Regions from separate parts of the Mus musculus genome. Here all the other regions are linked to region 1. The links are chromatin contacts, called in public HiChIP or PLAC-seq and promoter capture Hi-C maps. All regions are on one chromosome and are shown on one strand. The core of a region is the stretch at or near the end of the contact, and the rest is flanking DNA. Distances in the headings are between cores, read along the strand shown.

Region 1 (2,660 bases), core at 101-2,600:
AAGCTTGTAAGACACTAGAAAGGGCATGGAAGGAATCTAAAAGGAAGGCTTTAAAAAGAGACCTAGGGTCAGTGGAAAGAGCAGCCAGGGGAGCCAGGAGATGCGTCCCAACCCCCAGCTAGTCAAGAAGCTGCGAGACTGCTGGGGCGTCCCCAGACGCTGTGGCCCTGCCAGGGGGCGCGCGACTGCAATGGACAGAGTAGGGAATTCCTGGAACTCACGGGACTCCGGAGCTGTCGAAGAGGGGGAAAACCCTTGGTGTTTAGCCACACCTGTCATACCTGGGATGGCGCTAGCAAGCGGCTCAGACGTTCCCTCGACTGGCCAGATCCACCTCCCCGAGACTGTGTAGGCACACCCCTTCCACCGCGATGGGCTATCCTCCACCCGTCCCTGGATCAGGCAGCTCACACTTGGACAAGCCCCCGCGCGACCTCCACGGGTCCTTGGGTTACGGGGAAGGGTGGGGTCTGCAGAAGATTGACTTGGTGGGGTTTGGGGGAGAGCCACTGAGAACCGCTGAGTCAGAGCCAAGGACCCCCCTGGTCCCGCTCCCGCTCACCTCGCTCGCTGCCTTGGATGTAGCGCACTATGTCGTCCAGGTCCAAGTCTTTGGTCTCGTCGAAATTGTAGGCAGACGTGTGCAACCCCTCCTCCTGAAAAACCTCGTGGACCCCCTCGAGGGTGAAATAACAGTTCCTCTCGAGTTTGTCGTCGCTGTAGACCAGGGCTGCACGGCTCCAGTGGTGGTGGCGAAACAGAGCGAGCATCATCTCTCCCATCTTGGCGTAGGCAGGCGCCACGCGCGTGAGGTGCGAGTATTCCGTGTCCTTGTGCTGGAAACCGGCGGCCAGCGCTCCTGCGGACAGCATCGGCAGGTCCCAGTGAGACGCCAGCCGAGCCACCGGCGCCGCCGCGTACTCGCACACGGGCCCCAGGATGAGATCCGGCTTGGCGCCGCGCGCCGCCGCCACGCGGTCCACAAGACTGAAGAGCGCGCGGTTGCCGCAGTCCGAGTCTTCGTAGGCCACCTGGAAGCGAGTGCCTGGCGGCAGCAGCTTCCTCCCGGTGCCATTGCCCTCCACGCTACGCAGCGCGTACTCGATGGCCGGCCTCACCCGGGCCAGCGAGAACAAGTACGAATCGTCCCGGGGCAATAGAACAAGCACCTCGATCTTTTGAGCCGCCAGCGCCTCTCTCGCCCGGCGCCTGCTGCCTGGCCGGGTGTCCCCGGCGCCGCTGCTCGCGCCGCCAGCCAGCAGCACCCGGGCCAGCAGCACGCACGCCGAGAAAGTGAACAGCAGCAAGGACCGCATCGTGTTGCCAGCAAGCGCTCGCCCTGGCCGCCGGCTCGCCCTCTGCCCCCCACCCACCCTGCCCTTTTCCTCCCAGCTCTTTTCTTTCCTCTGTCCCTGCGCCCCCTTGGGCGCTCCAAGAAAACAGAATACCCCCTTCAGTAACTCGCCAAAAGATAGGAAGATTCCTCTACAATGTCCCTAGGTTTAAAAAATAAAAAAAAAAATTTTAAAGCAAAGAAAGAAAGAAAAAAGTTCACAGAATGTAAACCTGTGCGTCTGTAATATACATATAGACTTATTATCAATATATATATTCTCCCTCCCTTTGCACATAGGCTATTTGGCTTAGAGGTGGCTTCTTATTTGGGCGTTGCTAAGGTTGCGTTTGAAGGCCTTATTTGTAAAAGAAAAAAAAAAGTTAAACTTGTCCAAGTGCTTGTAATTGACGGTGCACCTCCTTCGCGTTTGATCCCATTGATTCGCGCGGCTTTCTGGATCCATAGCCGGGGTTTAAATAGCGTGGCAGCGGCGCAGCGCGTTACCACACATGGCGCGCCGAGGCCGGGCTTGTCTCTGCAACGGGTGGGGTGGGTGGGGGTGGGGCGGGGTGGGGGCTGGGCTGGGGGAGCCTCTCATTAACATTCTTACATCAGGGCTCCTCCCCGCACCCCTGGCCTACTCGCGGTTGCCGGGTCCCTAAGCCCCACTAGTTGCCGGTGCTCAGATTTGGCCCAAAGCCGCAACCGCCCACGTCTACACCCGCGGGAGACCTCGCGGCACAGCGTTACTCTAAGGTCCCCGCCTCTCCCTGGCTCCGCTTTCTCCAACCCCAGGATTAAAAAAAAAAAAAAAAAAAAAAGTGTATATATGTTTGAAAGAAATGAGTGCGCGCACATACACAAAGCACACACTCATACACACACACTGCAAAAACGAAGGGGAAATGTTTCTCCAAATTGGTGGCTTCCTTGCAAAACTCCATAGACTCTCACCTCTTTTCTTGATCTGGCCACGTTCTGTCTGGGTGCGCCCAGTCCTGTCCCGCACCTGACCTTTCTGGTCCCTGGAGCAAGGTCGGGGAACAAGGAACAAGGTCCTGGTGCAGGAAAATTCATTTGCAGAGCTGGTAAGCCCATCTGGCCTGCACGGTGTCGCACCGCTCCTTCCCCCACCCGGCGTGGGTGCCCTCCTCCCTCTGGGCTGCTGGGACACGCTAGAATCACAGTGGGCGCAGCGTCACCGTGTCCCAGTGCGCAGCCCCTCCGCGGGGTCACTGAGACCAGAAAAGCGAAACTTGTTGCTTCCGATGTTGGATAAATGATTCCGCTCCAGGAAGTGTCGCGGAGCTTGAAAAGCATCACC
Region 2 (2,660 bases), core at 117-2,616, 950 kb before region 1:
ACACAGCTGGTACACTGGTGGACTGGGTTATCTCTGCCTAGAAGGTGAGAATGACCTACTTTGATTAGTTATGACCCCTAGCCCCCTATTGTGACCTAGGGAGCTTTCTTTCATGGGAAGACTATCACTGAAGCCCAACACTTTCTTTGGATTCATGTGGGTTCTGGAGACAGTTGGTCAGGTGAGGAGTTTCAGGAGTGACCGAGGTAGTAATTGTCACTTTGGCCAGTTCAGGGGCACCGTATGGCTCTCAAGCTCTATTTGCTAGGAACAGGGCAGCGGTACAGTTCCTCCCTCCCTCTCTCTGGCTGCCCCACCTGAAACTATGATTTCTTCATACACCATGATTGTTTTCTAGAGCTGCTCTGAAGCCCCAAGAATCAGGCACTAACCCATTCATCCTCCATAAGAGCTCTGGATCACAGAAAGCCTCAAGGGGCAGGGGTGAGGCTGATAACCTTCTGACCAGAGGGTAGTAGTGATCTATAAATCAGAGCAATTTAAAGAGCAATACATGTATAATCACAAAGAGGTTAGGAGTATCCTTTTGTTCTTTGGTTTAATCGGTAAAAGCACAGGAACGGTAACAAATGATAGAGTTCTCTCAACCTTGAGCTATTTGGAATGGTATATTTGGTTTGGTGTTTCCCATGTCTCTCTCGTTTTGGGCAGCAACAATCCATGGGTAGAGAGCAGCCAGAGGAGTCTCTTAACAAGAAAGTAGGTTGTATTTCCATCTAGCAAGAACTTAGATGCAAGAAACATCTGGTTTCTAATGTTGGCTCGTAGAGACGCAAAGGAGAATATGGAGCTTAGCATGGGGGAACTATCTTGGTCAAAGTCAGCCTTTACCCTTGAACTCAGGTCAGTCTTTCCCAGTCACCATCTGTAGGCTGCTGCTGGTATCTGGAAGGGAGAATGAGTTGCTTGCAGTGACCCAAAGTGCAAAATTGTGATCTGCACCGTGCAAAAGCAAGACCTCCCTCCATGGCCTTGAATGGGATCCTGCTGTGATTGCAGGAACTGATACAGTCTGAGCCGCATTCCCTGGCAAGCTCAATGGTAGGTTTTTCCAAGAGTCGTTTTAGACCACAAAGGCACAGCCTTTCCACGTCTAATCACGAAGGCAAGCCACTGGACACACACACTCTGTTTCCAGCCGGCTGTGTACATTTTCTCCACTCTTACACAAAATAACATGCCAAGGTGAGACATTTATGAACCCCACCAACTGGACGCCGTGCACACAGACTGTCTTGCCTGCGGTGCAGGAATGTGATGAATGAGAGCTGCTCTGTCTGGGAGGAGAGCCGCTGTCACTCTGGCATGACTGCAGCCTTATTTATTACACACCAAAGAGTATAAAACCACACAGCCGGCTGCAGCTCTCATCTCCAAACCTGGCATTTGCCTGAGGCGACCACGGTACCTCCAGCCCCTGTCAAGCTTCCCTGCGAGACTCTTGTCGATTTGCCGATTTGCCGAGCCATGCTCGGGAGGCAGCGCATCTGGTGGCACCTGCTGCCTTTGCTTTTCCTCCCATTTTGCCTGTGTCAAGATGAATACATGGAGGTGAGCAGAAGAGCTAATAAAGCGGTGGCCAGGATAGTGCAGAGCCACCAGCAGACTGGCCGTAGCGGCTCCAGGAGGGAGAAAGTGAGAGAGCAGAGCCAAGCTAAAACTGGGACTGTGGATAATAACACTTCTACAGACCTAAAACCCCTGAGACCAGAGGCGCTTCCGCACCCTGAGGTAGAGGACCTAGCCCAGATCAACCCATTCTGGGGCCAGGTACTCAGAATTCTCTTCTAAGGATTTCTTTGAAAACTTAATGACTGAGGTTGCTGTTGTCTTAACTAAGATTCTTAGGATTGGTGCCTGTGAGCAGTTTGATGGGATGTTTGGGAGCGTCTCTGGGTTGTCTTGGGTTTCCACAGGGACTCCTAGTTGCTGGTATGATGTGCTGGGATAGAGAGGCCAGAGCACTTTTCCATGGCAACAGGGAGCCAGAAGCAACAGTTTCCTTTTGTGTTGGGACTTTTTTCTTTCTTTTTAAATTTGCTCTGTTGATGTAGAGAACTTGTGCTGACCTATGCGGATAGATGCATTGCTGGAGATAATGATTTGCTGCTTCTGAGGTCTCCCCAGCGGGAGAAGCTGCCCTTTGCCTCTGCCTGCTTTACTTGGACTTGGGAATTTTCTGTACCATTTCTCGCCAGTTTTGTTTATTTGTTTTGGAGCAGTCTAGGTTGCTATGGCTTCTTGTTTGACATTTTTTTTTTTGAGTCAAAACAGAATTAAAGCATTAAAAGGAAAGGAAGCAAAAAAAAAAAAAAGACAGTATATTTAAATTACAAGCTGTATTGTGTCATACAATGTTTCTGGATGACAAAACCTGATTTATTTGTTGGGGCAGAAGCTCAGCATCTCAGGATATTTCTTTAACTCTTTTAGGTAACACAGGGATGAGTAAAGGTTTTGGTGTAGTAAGTTACAAATCAGCAAACTTCAGTGTGATCAAAAGCAGCAAAAACAGGAAGAAACTTCTTTGTACTTAGCACCTAAGCATGAAAAAATGCTGAAGTTAGCTGGAAAGGGAAGAAGGGTTCCTTTAGATTGCATGATCTTTGAAGCAGTGCACAGTACCACAAAAACCACTT
Region 3 (2,660 bases), core at 119-2,618, 920 kb before region 1:
TTACAAATAATGCACCATGAATATCCCTCATTTTAAAAATATCTGGACACAATTGCCTATGCATAATTCATATGATTGTTCCCCTGATTAGCTTTTAGAAGAGAATTTTGGCCAGAGAAAAGATCTGCAGTGTTGAGATCTCCTATCACACAGTCTGCTTTGCGGGGGGCTTCTGGATAACTCACTACTCTGGGAGGATTTGTAAAACATTATGCTGGCTAAGACTTGTGATTCATGTGTACATGATCCTGTATGTAAGCTTAAGTCATTCAAGCCACATCTGTACCACTGTTTTTTTGTTTTTGTTTGTTTTTTTTTTTTCAGAAAAATAGAAAGGCAGCAACCCTGATAAAATGTTAATGTCTCCATGTGGAAGTCAGCCATACCTTTCCATGAGATTTTTCCATTCCAGTTTATCAAAATGCAAAGGAAATAATAGGACAGAACAAGGCTGGAGCAAGGGTAGGCACTTGAGACAGCATCAGACAAGCAGAGAGCATTAGGGACCATGTGGAAGTTGTCTGCCTTTACCACGAGGCTGCTCATTCTGAGAGAGCACAGACCCCTTTCCCTGAAATATCTTAAAACTCAGTAGCTGGTTAAAAGTGTTTTGGCTACAACTATGTAGCATTTCGCCTTTGCTTTTATTATCTTCCTCACTTGTTAAGAATGGGTATGGGAGATTTCTAGCATTCAAGTCTGGCTCTATTCAGTTTCCTAGAGCTGCATCTGGCTACCTGCAAGCTCCCCCCATTACTAAGGGAAAAAGGACCTGTAAATGAGGATGGAATATTTGTGATTATTTTGTTGCATTTTAAAGGCTGAAAAAAGTTTCTAACTCAAAATTGTAACTGTCCGTAAAACTGACAGCTGACAAACCAAACTGACTTCTAAAACTCTCCCATTTAACCTGAGATGAATAATTCTGATATCCCAGACTCTTCTAAATGCTGGGATTATCCGCGTGCACAACACCGGCGTTTTAAGCGGTGCTGGACTCCGCGCACGGATTTAGCAACTGGTCTACACCCCTGGCCCTATGGGCATCTAGGAGAGGTTTCAAACAGTTGCAGGATGACAACTAGTTTTCAGGGCGGCGAGGGAGACACCCAGTGGTTGCCTTCTTACATTGATCTAAGGAGTTGAGTGCCTTTAATCACTTACTGGGGGGTGAGGGTAGCGATTCAGGTGGCTCGATGAAAGTGTCCGAAGAGGACTCGCACAACATGGGGTCAAGGACACAACTCATGACCTAAACCAAAGTTGAGCAGCTAAACCAACTGATCCAATGCTAGGGTGGGCAGGAAGTGCGCAAGCGCGCAGCCTTCCCGGACGGGGCGGGGCGAGGCGGGGTGCAGGGGGCGGGGCAGATAAACTGTGGCTCGGGCGCCGAGCCGCTCCGCTCTCACCCTAAGGCTGGCCATGGTGCTGCGTGGCGTCAGGGTTGTGGAGCTGGCAGGCCTGGCCCCGGGGCCGTTCTGCGGAATGGTCCTGGCGGACTTCGGCGCCGAGGTGGTGCGCGTGAACCGGCTGGGCTCCACGGGCGAGAATTTTCTGGCCCGAGGCAAGCGCTCGCTAGCGCTGGACCTGAAGCGCTCTCAGGGAGTCACGGTGTTGCGGCGCATGTGCGCACGCGCGGACGTGTTGCTGGAGCCCTTCCGCTGCGGTGAGCCCTGCGGTGCTGCGAGATGACATTCCCTCCTGCCCGATTTCTCCCAGCTTCTCTGACTCCTTCTTAAGACTTTTAATTTGCTTGATTCCCCCCCCCCCAGATTTGCCTTTATTATTTGGAGGTATTGAACCGTACGAGAATCTAGTGCAAGAGATAGACTGAAAAGCTTCACATAGGAATAGAGTCATTGACCCTTTGATATGTGATATACCCATGCTCTAAAGCCATTCACAGACCATGGTTAACCTTTCTCTAATTGCTGGTATTTCCAAGTTCCAGCTTCAAGATCACCTCATTTACTTTGGGCCATATGAAAACATTGTTTTAGTGCTCTGTAGACAAACGACCAATTTGTTAACAGTATCAGTTTTGAGCACTTGCATGCTTGGTGGCATGCACCTCCATCCGACTGTACATTGGTATTTGCAACTGTCACAAACCCTGAACCAAATCTGAAGGCATTCCTTCTGTATTAGCTCAGAGAATCCATTCCAACCAGCCCCTTACTAATATTGCCTGGTAGATACCAGGACGACAGTAAATTTGACAATAAGTGGGACGGGAGTGGGTGTCTAGGCATATTTATATTTAACTCTTTTAGTTCTCACAAGCATATCTGAGGACAGTACTGTAACATTTAAGATTATGTCACAATGTAAAAATGCTCCAATTGAAGATGAGGGTGGGTCAGTGTGATTAGTTTCTTCAGTTGACTCTTAATTCTGACAACTTTCACCAAAATCACAACAAACACTGTTAGTATCACTTGCAAGAGTGTGTTTTTGGTTTGCCCCGTAAAAGGAATTATTCCCATCTTTGATTCGTGCTCTCTTTAAAAACAAAACTGATAGGTTAGGGTTATTTTTCTGCGTGTGAAACGAGCCAGTTCAAGCCAGATTAGATTATATTAAAGGCAGGTTTATTGGGAAGCTCCTCTCTAGCAGTTCACTGGCCCTAAGGACCAGGGAAGTGTCCATGGGGAAAGGAA
Region 4 (2,660 bases), core at 118-2,617, 840 kb before region 1:
GTAAAGAATTTTGGCTGGGTTATCCTGGATCATTCTCAAGATGCCTGGTAACTCCTGCTCTGTGACATTCTCTCAATGAGGAGAAAGTGAGTATCTGAATGGATACTCCAAACACACACACATACACACACACACACACACACACACACACACACACACCACACATACCACACACACATACACACCACACACACACACATACACACCACACACACATATACATACATACACACACACACACCACACACACACACCACACACACATACCACACACACATACACACACACATATACACACACACACCACACACACACCACACACACACATACACACATATACACACACACACCACACACATACACACACATACACACACACATACACACACACACACCACACACACACATACACACACACACATACACACACATACACACACACATACACACATACATACACATACACACCACACACACACATACACACACCACACACACATACATACACACACACCACACACATACACACACATACACACACACACACCACACACACACACATACACACCACACACACATACACACACACACTCATACACACACATATACACACACACACTCATACACACACACACACACACACACACACACACACACACACACACACACACACACTGCTGCAGCTGCCACTGCCTATGCTCAAGGCCTTCCCCTGTTGGGGCTGAAATCTTTCTGCATGTTGCTAGTGTGCTGCTGGTGGAGGTATTACAGAGAGAGGGTAGGATTTGAAAAGAAAGCAGGCACTGACCTATAGCCACAGAAGGCCTCTCAAGCATTTGATCCACGTACCCCTTCCTGCAGAGGAAGAGACTTGTCCAGGGTCAAGACAGCAGATTAGCTTGGATCATTTCCTGTGTGACTTGGCAAAGAGAAAAAAATTGCTTATTAGTTGTTAAGTGGAAATCTTAGCCTGCCCTGGAAGAAGAGCACAGAGGTTGCTAGAGGGTGGGGAGTCTTGACAGAATAGGGTACATTCAGGGTCTGGGAGGAGCTAAGAAGGATGCTGAGTAGGGTCCCCTCTGGCCCATAACTCACTATTTGTAAGTACATTTCATCCTGTGTAAAGGAGATGGGGGGGGGGGCGTGTTGTCCTAGGAGCCTCTGACGGCTCTTACTCTAGTTTCTTCCTGGCCAGCTGTCTAGGGTCTCCCCTATTTGGCCCGCATGCCCAGGCTCTGAGCCCGGAGGGAGGAGCTTGAGGGAGGAGGGCGTCCCCAAGGAAAATGTGTTAGCTGGCTGGAGGCCTGTCGGGTGGGGAAGCAGAGGGGTGGGGATCTGGGGTGGGCTGAGCCCCTTGGCTCTGACCCAGTCCATGCTCTGGCCCGCAGGAAGAAGAAGCTGTCAGCTCATTCACTCCCCTTTCAGGACAGGGAGAGAATAAAAGCTCTCTGGTCCCATCGGCTTCAAAAAGCCACTAGAGCCTCCTGGTCAGCTTGCGGGCCGCTCCCTTCCCATGCTTGGACCATGTTCTCGGGCGTCTTTCTGTGCGGACACAGGCGAGGACTGGATATCTGCAGCTGAGAGCTAAAACTTTTAAAACTTTTCTTCTCCCCAACAACTGAACCATGCCATGTGCTCGGGGGAGCTGGCTGGCCAAGCTCTCGATCGTGGCTCAGCTTATTAATTTTGGGGCTTTTTGCCACGGGAGACAAACTCAGCCCTGGCCGGTTCGCTTCCCAGACCCGAGGCAAGGTTAGTGGCTTTTCTTTATTTGTTTTTCTAACAGTGGAGTAGGACAGTGGAACTTGGTCTGTTCCCTTCCCCCACCAGGCAGGGCTGAACTCTAAGCCTTCTGGCCTGTCTAAGGAAAACTGCTGTGTGCTCAGGCTCGGATTTCCTTCTCTCCTAGGGCTTAAGGGTGCACACTCAGGGGTGACACCCTGCTTGGAAAGACCCAAGAGTACGCTCGCTCCCCGAGCCCCTCCCCTCCACTTTCCGCTTCCCCCCTTTGCAGACTGTGACATGGGAAATTATTTTTAATAAAGAGACCCAGCTGGTCACGGACAGTCATGGCAAATGTTTCCTTCATTTAAAACTTCATTTTAAGTCTGGAAGGTAGAAATTTTATTCTGGCCTCCTGCTGAGCACACTTGGCTGTGTTTTGGTTTCCTGGAAAGATTTAGGGTTTTGTTTTTTTCAAATGACATTCCTACTGGGGAGAAATTTGCCTCCTGGGGACTCCCGGTTGTCTGTCTTGCTTTGCAGAGTTCCAGGACAGCCAGGGCTACACAGAGAAACCCTGTCTCGAAAAAAAAAAAAAAAAAAGACTTTTCTCTGTCTAAATTTAGTGACGCATGCGTGTATTCTGAAAGAAAGCACTGGGAGACCGTGAAGATGGTTTATATTGGAATTCACTCCTCCTATTAGTATTGTTGTGGGGTCGTCATCATCTTCATCCGTAATGCCCAGGCCAAAGTGGTGCCGTTGCCTTTGTTTGTTTGTTTGTTTGAAATTGAACCTAGAAGAGTTTCATGTTCAGAGAGGACTACAACTTCAAGGTGTTGTCAGAGCAGGGGGGCTGGGAGGCTTGGAGAGATGGGGAGTGTATGAGCTCCGGGATGGCCTGCCAGCCCCTCCCACTACTGACAATGTCCTTCTGG
Region 5 (2,660 bases), core at 63-2,562, 830 kb after region 1:
TCCCACCCAGAAGGCACGGGCCAGAAAAAGCTGACCCAGTAGAAACAGTCGAGACCCTATCGCCCAAGCCTGGAGCAGAGATGAATGTGGGAGGTTCCTCCCCCCCCCCCCCCCCAAGAGAAGTGCTGTGAAGATTCAGGGGTGTGTCTGCAAGAGAAACTCACTTTCTTTGGTCACTCCACAACCACTTAACCTTCAGGAGCTTCATTGTGACTTGTCAAGCAAAACCCATGGAAGAGGCAAGCCCCAGCTCAGGCCTCCACAATGCCCAAATCTCCAGTATATGCCTGGACTCTGGAATGCCCCAGTGTCCGACTTTCCAGTGTTTGCCACCAGCACATGCCAGACCTGGTGTGACTCCAGGGTCCCTTATCAAGAGCTATGCAGAGAGCAGGGCTGCTGAAGGGCCGCTGGTAAACTTCTGTCCAGGGTCCTAGATGCTCCCCCCACCACAATTCAGTCTTGTGCTTCATTGGGAAAGGCGGGCAGGTGGTTTTTTTTTTGGGGGGGGGGACTTCAGGAAGAAATACTTTCCTACTGGAACATCCCTTATCTCCCTGGCAGATGACATTAAACCCCCAAAGATGCCCTTGCTCTTCATGCGGACTCTTTCTCGCGCCACTTAGTGGGCAGGGGGGTTAGCGAGAGATGAAGCGCGGGAGGATGGTCCTTAAAACAGTAACTGGCTAAGGTAGAGAGACAAACCAACACACTGGGATAAGGATTCTTGGCCCGATTTAGGCGTCCCAGGCAAGGCGCCTCCGGTTATCCCGCTGTCTCCATCTCGCTCCGCCCAACCTCTCTCCTCCACTGTGCCCCTCTTACCTCCCACTAGAAGGAAGAGGAGTTTGCGCCACCTAACGCGGGGACCCACTTGGGTGCCCTCACTCGCCTCTTTGCTTGAACTGGGATCCCCACACCCGATTGTCACTGAACTTTCTCCAGCGCACACCGTCTTGGGGTTATCGAGCTCAGCTACCCCGCTAGCCCACCCGAAGCCCCACCCCCGTCGCGGCTGCGGCGCCAGGTCTCTTCACCTGTTCGCGGATCGGCGGAGGCTCGAGCCGCTCCTGGAGCGTCCAGACTCAGGCGCCGCCCGGCGGTGCCGGCGCAGCTACCGCCGCCCCTGCCACCACCACCACCGGTGCTGTTGCCGCGCCTGCCGGGAGAAGCCGCGCCGCAGGGGTTTGCTGGTTGCCGCCGGAGGCGCGATCCCGAGCGTCTTGCGATCGGTGGGGCGCTTGGAGGGCGCCCGCCGCAGCCGCCCCGCCGCGTCCCACTGCCCGCCGCTAGTACGCACTGGCGCTGGGAGTGAGCTTCTCGCTGCGCAGCGCAGGGATGCTCCGAGCCTCCAGAATGGGCGGGGATTCCTTCCCTCTGCTGGATCCGAGGGGCGGGAACTACCTTCCCGGAGTGACAGGCCCAGGGGGCGGGGATTCCCCTGCAGGAATGACAAGGTGGGCGGGGATTCCCCCGAGCAAGCCCCTGAGCGGGGAGGACCGCTCTCCCAGGGAAACAGCAGTCCTAGTGCGCCGGCTTCCTGGGGATCCTGGGAGGAACCGATCCAGGGAGACTGCGGCTCAGAAACGCCATGTAGGCAGGGCTTGGGGCGCCATCTAGGTGGAAGAACTAGAGCTAGGAGGTTTAATTTCCTTTTGCATAGCACTTAACATAGCACATAGCGGAGAAAAATGTCAATTGCCTTATCAGAGATTGGGTGGGGAGGCCCAGGGAGACCGGAGAAAAGCCAACCATCCATCCACTGGCCTCTGGTCCTTAGGATACTTAATATAGTCTTGGTATGAGCATTCCTCGGGAGAGAGAACCTCTTTGCGTCTTAAGAACCTCAGAGCTGTTAATCCTTCAATTAAGCCGCTAGAGGAAATTCCATGGGCCCCAGGATGGAGGATTTGGACGTTGTGAACCTCCTTCTGAGTGAACCTCAAGAGCTAAGGCCAACTGCCCTTCGTTTTATTCCAGGTCACTGGGAAAACGGGAGCCTCTAGCTTTTTGGATGCTTCATCCCACAGATTTTCAGGAAGTCTTCAAATATTTTTGGTTCCCTTTTTTTTTTTTTTTTTTTTTTTGTCATCCTTGTCATTCTGCCTACCACAGGGAGAGGACGATAAGAACATAATAGGGAGACCGCACGGCTCTGCAAATTAAGCTCTCTTGAGAGGAAAAAGCTGGTCTTTTTCAAGTGCTGGCAGATAAGGGTAAAAACATAGGAAAAATTACAAACCTCGGGATCATGAGTTGGTGAATAATGCTTTTGACATTTTCTGCAGAACAGTAATTGGAAATCTTTTGCTTTGAGGGAGGTGAGGATACGTTGGAGCATGGCTAGGCTCTAGATTTGCCCAGCAAAGCATTAAGAGCTGCTCTCTTGGAAGAGCAGCTACGTCACCTGCAGCCCTCATGGAGTGTCCCTCAGCACCAGAGACCAGAGTAGACCCAAGGCGTTTCTAGATAGTATTTTCAGCAAGTGTTGGGGTTCTTGGATTCAGCTTTTCCTTGGCGTTTATAATTCCCAATCCACAGAGATCAATGTCTATACAAATCCAGGCCTGGGTATTATAAACGGCAGTCTTCACCGCCTGAAAGCTTCTCCTCCTGTCTATAGAGAAAACCCTTACCATGCAGAACGGAGCAGTGGATTG
Region 6 (2,660 bases), core at 91-2,590, 530 kb before region 1:
AGCTGTCAATTCAAGTGCTCTCGCTCTCATTGGCTGATCATTCTCATTATTGTGACCAGAGAGCTTGAACCCAGTCTTTTATTTACTAAAGGGTCATCATCAAAGCTTTAACCATCATTAATCAGTTTTTATAAATCCTTTAATTTACTTACGTTCTAAAAGTCCCGGATCACTATCCCTCAACCTCAATTCCTTAAAATAGAAACTAAACACAAGGGAAAAGCACATTTCCCTGTAGTCTTTACACAGACTGTTCTTCATGGGTAGCTGGGCACAGCACTTGTGGTTTCCTGGTACAGCAGGCAGCAGTCATTACAGTAGCTATTTTCATGAAAGAACAGAAAGGTAACAGACTACTGAGGTTAAAATAATTTCTTACAATGTTTCAAAAATTATGTAAATAAGGCAACTAGCTCTCTCTATCTCTCTAAGCATTGTCATCTCCTCCAAGTAGCTAGGAGAACAAAGTACGAACTTTTTACATGCTTGTATAGCATCTTTTAATTCTCTACTCTTTGTTTACTTATCATAGCCATTCCATGGACTCATGTTCAAAATCGACAATCTCTCCATAAACAGTTAGTTCACTTGCCCACTGTCCTCTTTCATTAAGCCATACTGTCCTTCTATTTGTTTCTAGATCATATACAGGCCTTTCTGCTATAAGATAAACCATTCTATCATTTGCTTATTTATTGTTATTGTTGTTGTTTTGGTTTGTTTTTGGTTTTGTTTGTTTGTTTTTATAGATTCCTCCTTCTTTTCTTATCCATACTTTTTCTTCTTCATACTACTTTAACTCTCTATCTTTGATGTTCCCAAGTTCACTCTGGTTAATTAATGCAGCAGTCATTGGACCAGAGGACGCGTATCTCCTTATATAATTCCAAATTTAAGGTCAAGTCACATAATGAGCAATTTCTATTAAGGGCCATCTTGGTCTCTATGGCCTCCGTGGTTATGTTGTCTAGATCCTTCCCATGACTCTAAAGGCCAGGAAGAAGGCCTGTTCCTCGTCTCCCACAGCCCCATGACCACCACCTTTCCTGAGAATTGCATGTTTTGTTTATTATGGAGTGATTAGCTCTGAGTAATGGGGGAGATATATTCCCCAGAAAGAGAGATTGAAAGTAAAACAAATAGAAGAAAGAGCAGATCAACCTCAGGGCAATAGCAGCCATTAATACACATGGGGATCTACAGCTTGATGATGCTCCAGGGGCAGGAACTGTCACGTTCCCCCTTACGCAGCCGTGCCAGACTCCATGCCCCCTTCTATGCATCTACAGAGAGATTTGTGCTATAGTTCTGTTCCCCTGGAGAGCCCTGACTAATACAGTGAGCGACTGGGCATCTGGACAGAGGAGCAGTCATTGCATCATCTCCCCAGCTAATGCAGCTGTACTTCCTGGAACTTCTGTCCATCTGGATGAAACATTTTGATTACTCTGACAAGTCTGCATTCTTCATGGGCCTTACACTAATTCATCTCAGTTTTTCTTACCAAATTAAATTGCCCTCGTCATGATTGTGGTCGAATGGTAATCACACCTTGAAGGGTTAGGGCAGTCCAGGCTATCTAAATGGGGCTTCCTGCAACACTATCCATTGGGAAAGTAACCAAAGTCCAGATATCTACCCCGCAACCCAGAGCTCTAGATTAGTGGCCTTTGCAAGAGTATGATACCAAAAGATCTTTAAGAAAGGGAGTGGCTAAAGAGTTCTTGATGGGAGCCGTTGATGGGGTGCTTTCCTTGAAGGAGATTGACTTTTCAATGTCAAGAAAAGATGCAATAGAAAGAGACCTTGACGCCCACCCATACCAAGGAGCTGCTGAGCAGGTTGTTGCTGGGTGAGGGAATCATTCTTCTCTGATGCTGTGGACAGTGGTAGGTTTCCCATGCCTCATTGTCAGGCCCTACAAGTATGGACCTATGTGCAGTACCAACTTAGTGGGTTATTGCATAAACAAACACATGAACTTGAGAGGGGTGTGATGGGGATCTGGGGAGGTTTGAAGAGAGAAACGGGATATAATAGTTTTTCATCGTGTTCATGTATGACGTTTTCAAAAATAAAGTAAAGCTTCTAAAGAAATAAATGCCAGTTAAAGACTAAAAACCAGAAGTTGAAAATTAATCCCTAATGTCAGTCCTAAAAAGACAGTGACTTACTGGCTTAAGTAAGAGGCTGTCCTCTGACTGTGGCTATGTGGCTAGAAAAAAAAAAAAGAACATTAATGACCACTAGGAAATGATAGGCATATGAAACTCAAGTGTCAAGTGAACTCAAAAAAGAAAGATGTCTCACTGTAGAATTTTGTGAGCCACAGTGTCTATATTTCCCATGTGAAGTAACTGTTTTGTTTTTCTGCTTCTATAAGTGGAATAAATCGTGTAAGGACCTTGCTAAAAATAATTTTCAGAGTTCTGTCCCAAATATTAATTTTTCATGTCAAGGATCAGCCTATAATTTGAACAAGAATATTAAGTGATTTAGAAATGGCAGTTTAAATGTCCACCATTTGAAAAGCATTTCAGAAGAGCCTGAGCTTTGCCCAGCCTCCTCCCTTTGCCATCCCAAGGACATCTCGTTGATGTAATCTTTCTAACTGAATTCATAGTCAGTGACCAACTTGATGCTATGTCCGTTTCACAGCA

Evidence for each region. Promoter capture Hi-C pulls out the DNA fragments that hold promoters and counts their contacts. HiChIP or PLAC-seq counts read pairs in DNA pulled down with a chosen protein or histone mark. Capture Hi-C pulls out chosen DNA fragments and counts their contacts.
Region 2: an H3K27ac HiChIP or PLAC-seq map of embryonic stem cells shows a contact between it and region 1, with 4 times the contacts expected there. The contact joins the promoter of C1qtnf3 here to the promoter of Npr3 in region 1. A contact is called at or near these places in 1 of 115 datasets of contacts at active chromatin or transcription factors (embryonic stem cells) and 1 of 9 other capture datasets (embryonic stem cells).
Region 3: an H3K27ac HiChIP or PLAC-seq map of embryonic stem cells shows a contact between it and region 1, with 3 times the contacts expected there. The contact joins the promoter of Amacr here to the promoter of Npr3 in region 1. A contact is called at or near these places in 9 of 39 promoter capture datasets (the 3T3-L1 cell line, embryonic stem cells, frontonasal cranial neural crest and 5 more), 1 of 484 Hi-C or Micro-C datasets (embryonic stem cells) and 4 of 115 datasets of contacts at active chromatin or transcription factors (astrocytes and embryonic stem cells).
Region 4: a contact with region 1 is called in a promoter capture Hi-C map of liver, with 4 times the contacts expected there. The contact joins the promoter of Adamts12 here to the promoter of Npr3 in region 1. A contact is called at or near these places in 7 of 39 promoter capture datasets (the 3T3-L1 cell line, HPC-7-derived erythroid cells, liver and 3 more) and 1 of 9 other capture datasets (liver).
Region 5: a contact with region 1 is called in a promoter capture Hi-C map of liver, with 3 times the contacts expected there. The contact joins the promoter of Pdzd2 here to the promoter of Npr3 in region 1. A contact is called at or near these places in 1 of 115 datasets of contacts at active chromatin or transcription factors (embryonic midbrain) and 1 of 9 other capture datasets (liver).
Region 6: a contact with region 1 is called in a CTCF HiChIP or PLAC-seq map of the NIH/3T3 cell line, with 5 read pairs. The contact joins the enhancer-like site here to the promoter of Npr3 in region 1. A contact is called at or near these places in 3 of 39 promoter capture datasets (liver and pre-B cells), 1 of 15 datasets of contacts at CTCF or cohesin (the NIH/3T3 cell line), 4 of 115 datasets of contacts at active chromatin or transcription factors (the NIH/3T3 cell line, embryonic forebrain, neural tube and 1 more) and 1 of 9 other capture datasets (pancreatic islet).

What each region holds. Positions count from the first base shown.
Region 1 is chr15:11,904,324-11,906,983 of GRCm38.p6, forward strand. It overlaps Npr3 (natriuretic peptide receptor 3), which reads right to left and starts at 1,351. Exons shown (of 8, transcript NM_008728.2): 1 at 563-1,351. The coding sequence starts at 1,316. Gm5144 (predicted gene 5144) reads left to right here and starts at 2,202. Exons shown (of 2, transcript NR_131059.1): 1 at 2,202-2,660.
Region 2 is chr15:10,950,966-10,953,625 of GRCm38.p6, forward strand. It overlaps C1qtnf3 (C1q and tumor necrosis factor related protein 3), which reads left to right and starts at 1,367. Exons shown (of 6, transcript NM_030888.4): 1 at 1,367-1,572. The coding sequence starts at 1,489. The region is part of intron 1 of Gm34315 (a long non-coding RNA gene); the gene reads right to left.
Region 3 is chr15:10,980,388-10,983,047 of GRCm38.p6, forward strand. It overlaps Amacr (alpha-methylacyl-CoA racemase), which reads left to right and starts at 1,369. Exons shown (of 5, transcript NM_008537.4): 1 at 1,369-1,666. The coding sequence starts at 1,423. Gm34315 (a long non-coding RNA gene) reads right to left here and starts at 1,246. Exons shown (of 3, transcript XR_383838.4): 1 at 1,165-1,246.
Region 4 is chr15:11,063,406-11,066,065 of GRCm38.p6, forward strand. It overlaps Adamts12 (a disintegrin-like and metallopeptidase (reprolysin type) with thrombospondin type 1 motif, 12), which reads left to right and starts at 1,368. Exons shown (of 24, transcript NM_175501.3): 1 at 1,368-1,752. The coding sequence starts at 1,626.
Region 5 is chr15:12,738,580-12,741,239 of GRCm38.p6, forward strand. Pdzd2 (PDZ domain containing 2) reads right to left here and starts at 1,313. Exons shown (of 26, transcript NM_001081064.2): 1 at 1,038-1,313.
Region 6 is chr15:11,369,496-11,372,155 of GRCm38.p6, forward strand. No RefSeq gene overlaps it. Among named protein-coding and RNA genes, the nearest start is that of Gm34444, 3.8 kb to the left of the region's middle. Within about 2 kb of position 1,341, at least 16 of the 459 cell types and tissues checked have an H3K27ac peak or open chromatin away from gene starts, as enhancers often do. A contact at or near this core is called in the NIH/3T3 cell line and pancreatic islet, where this site is marked.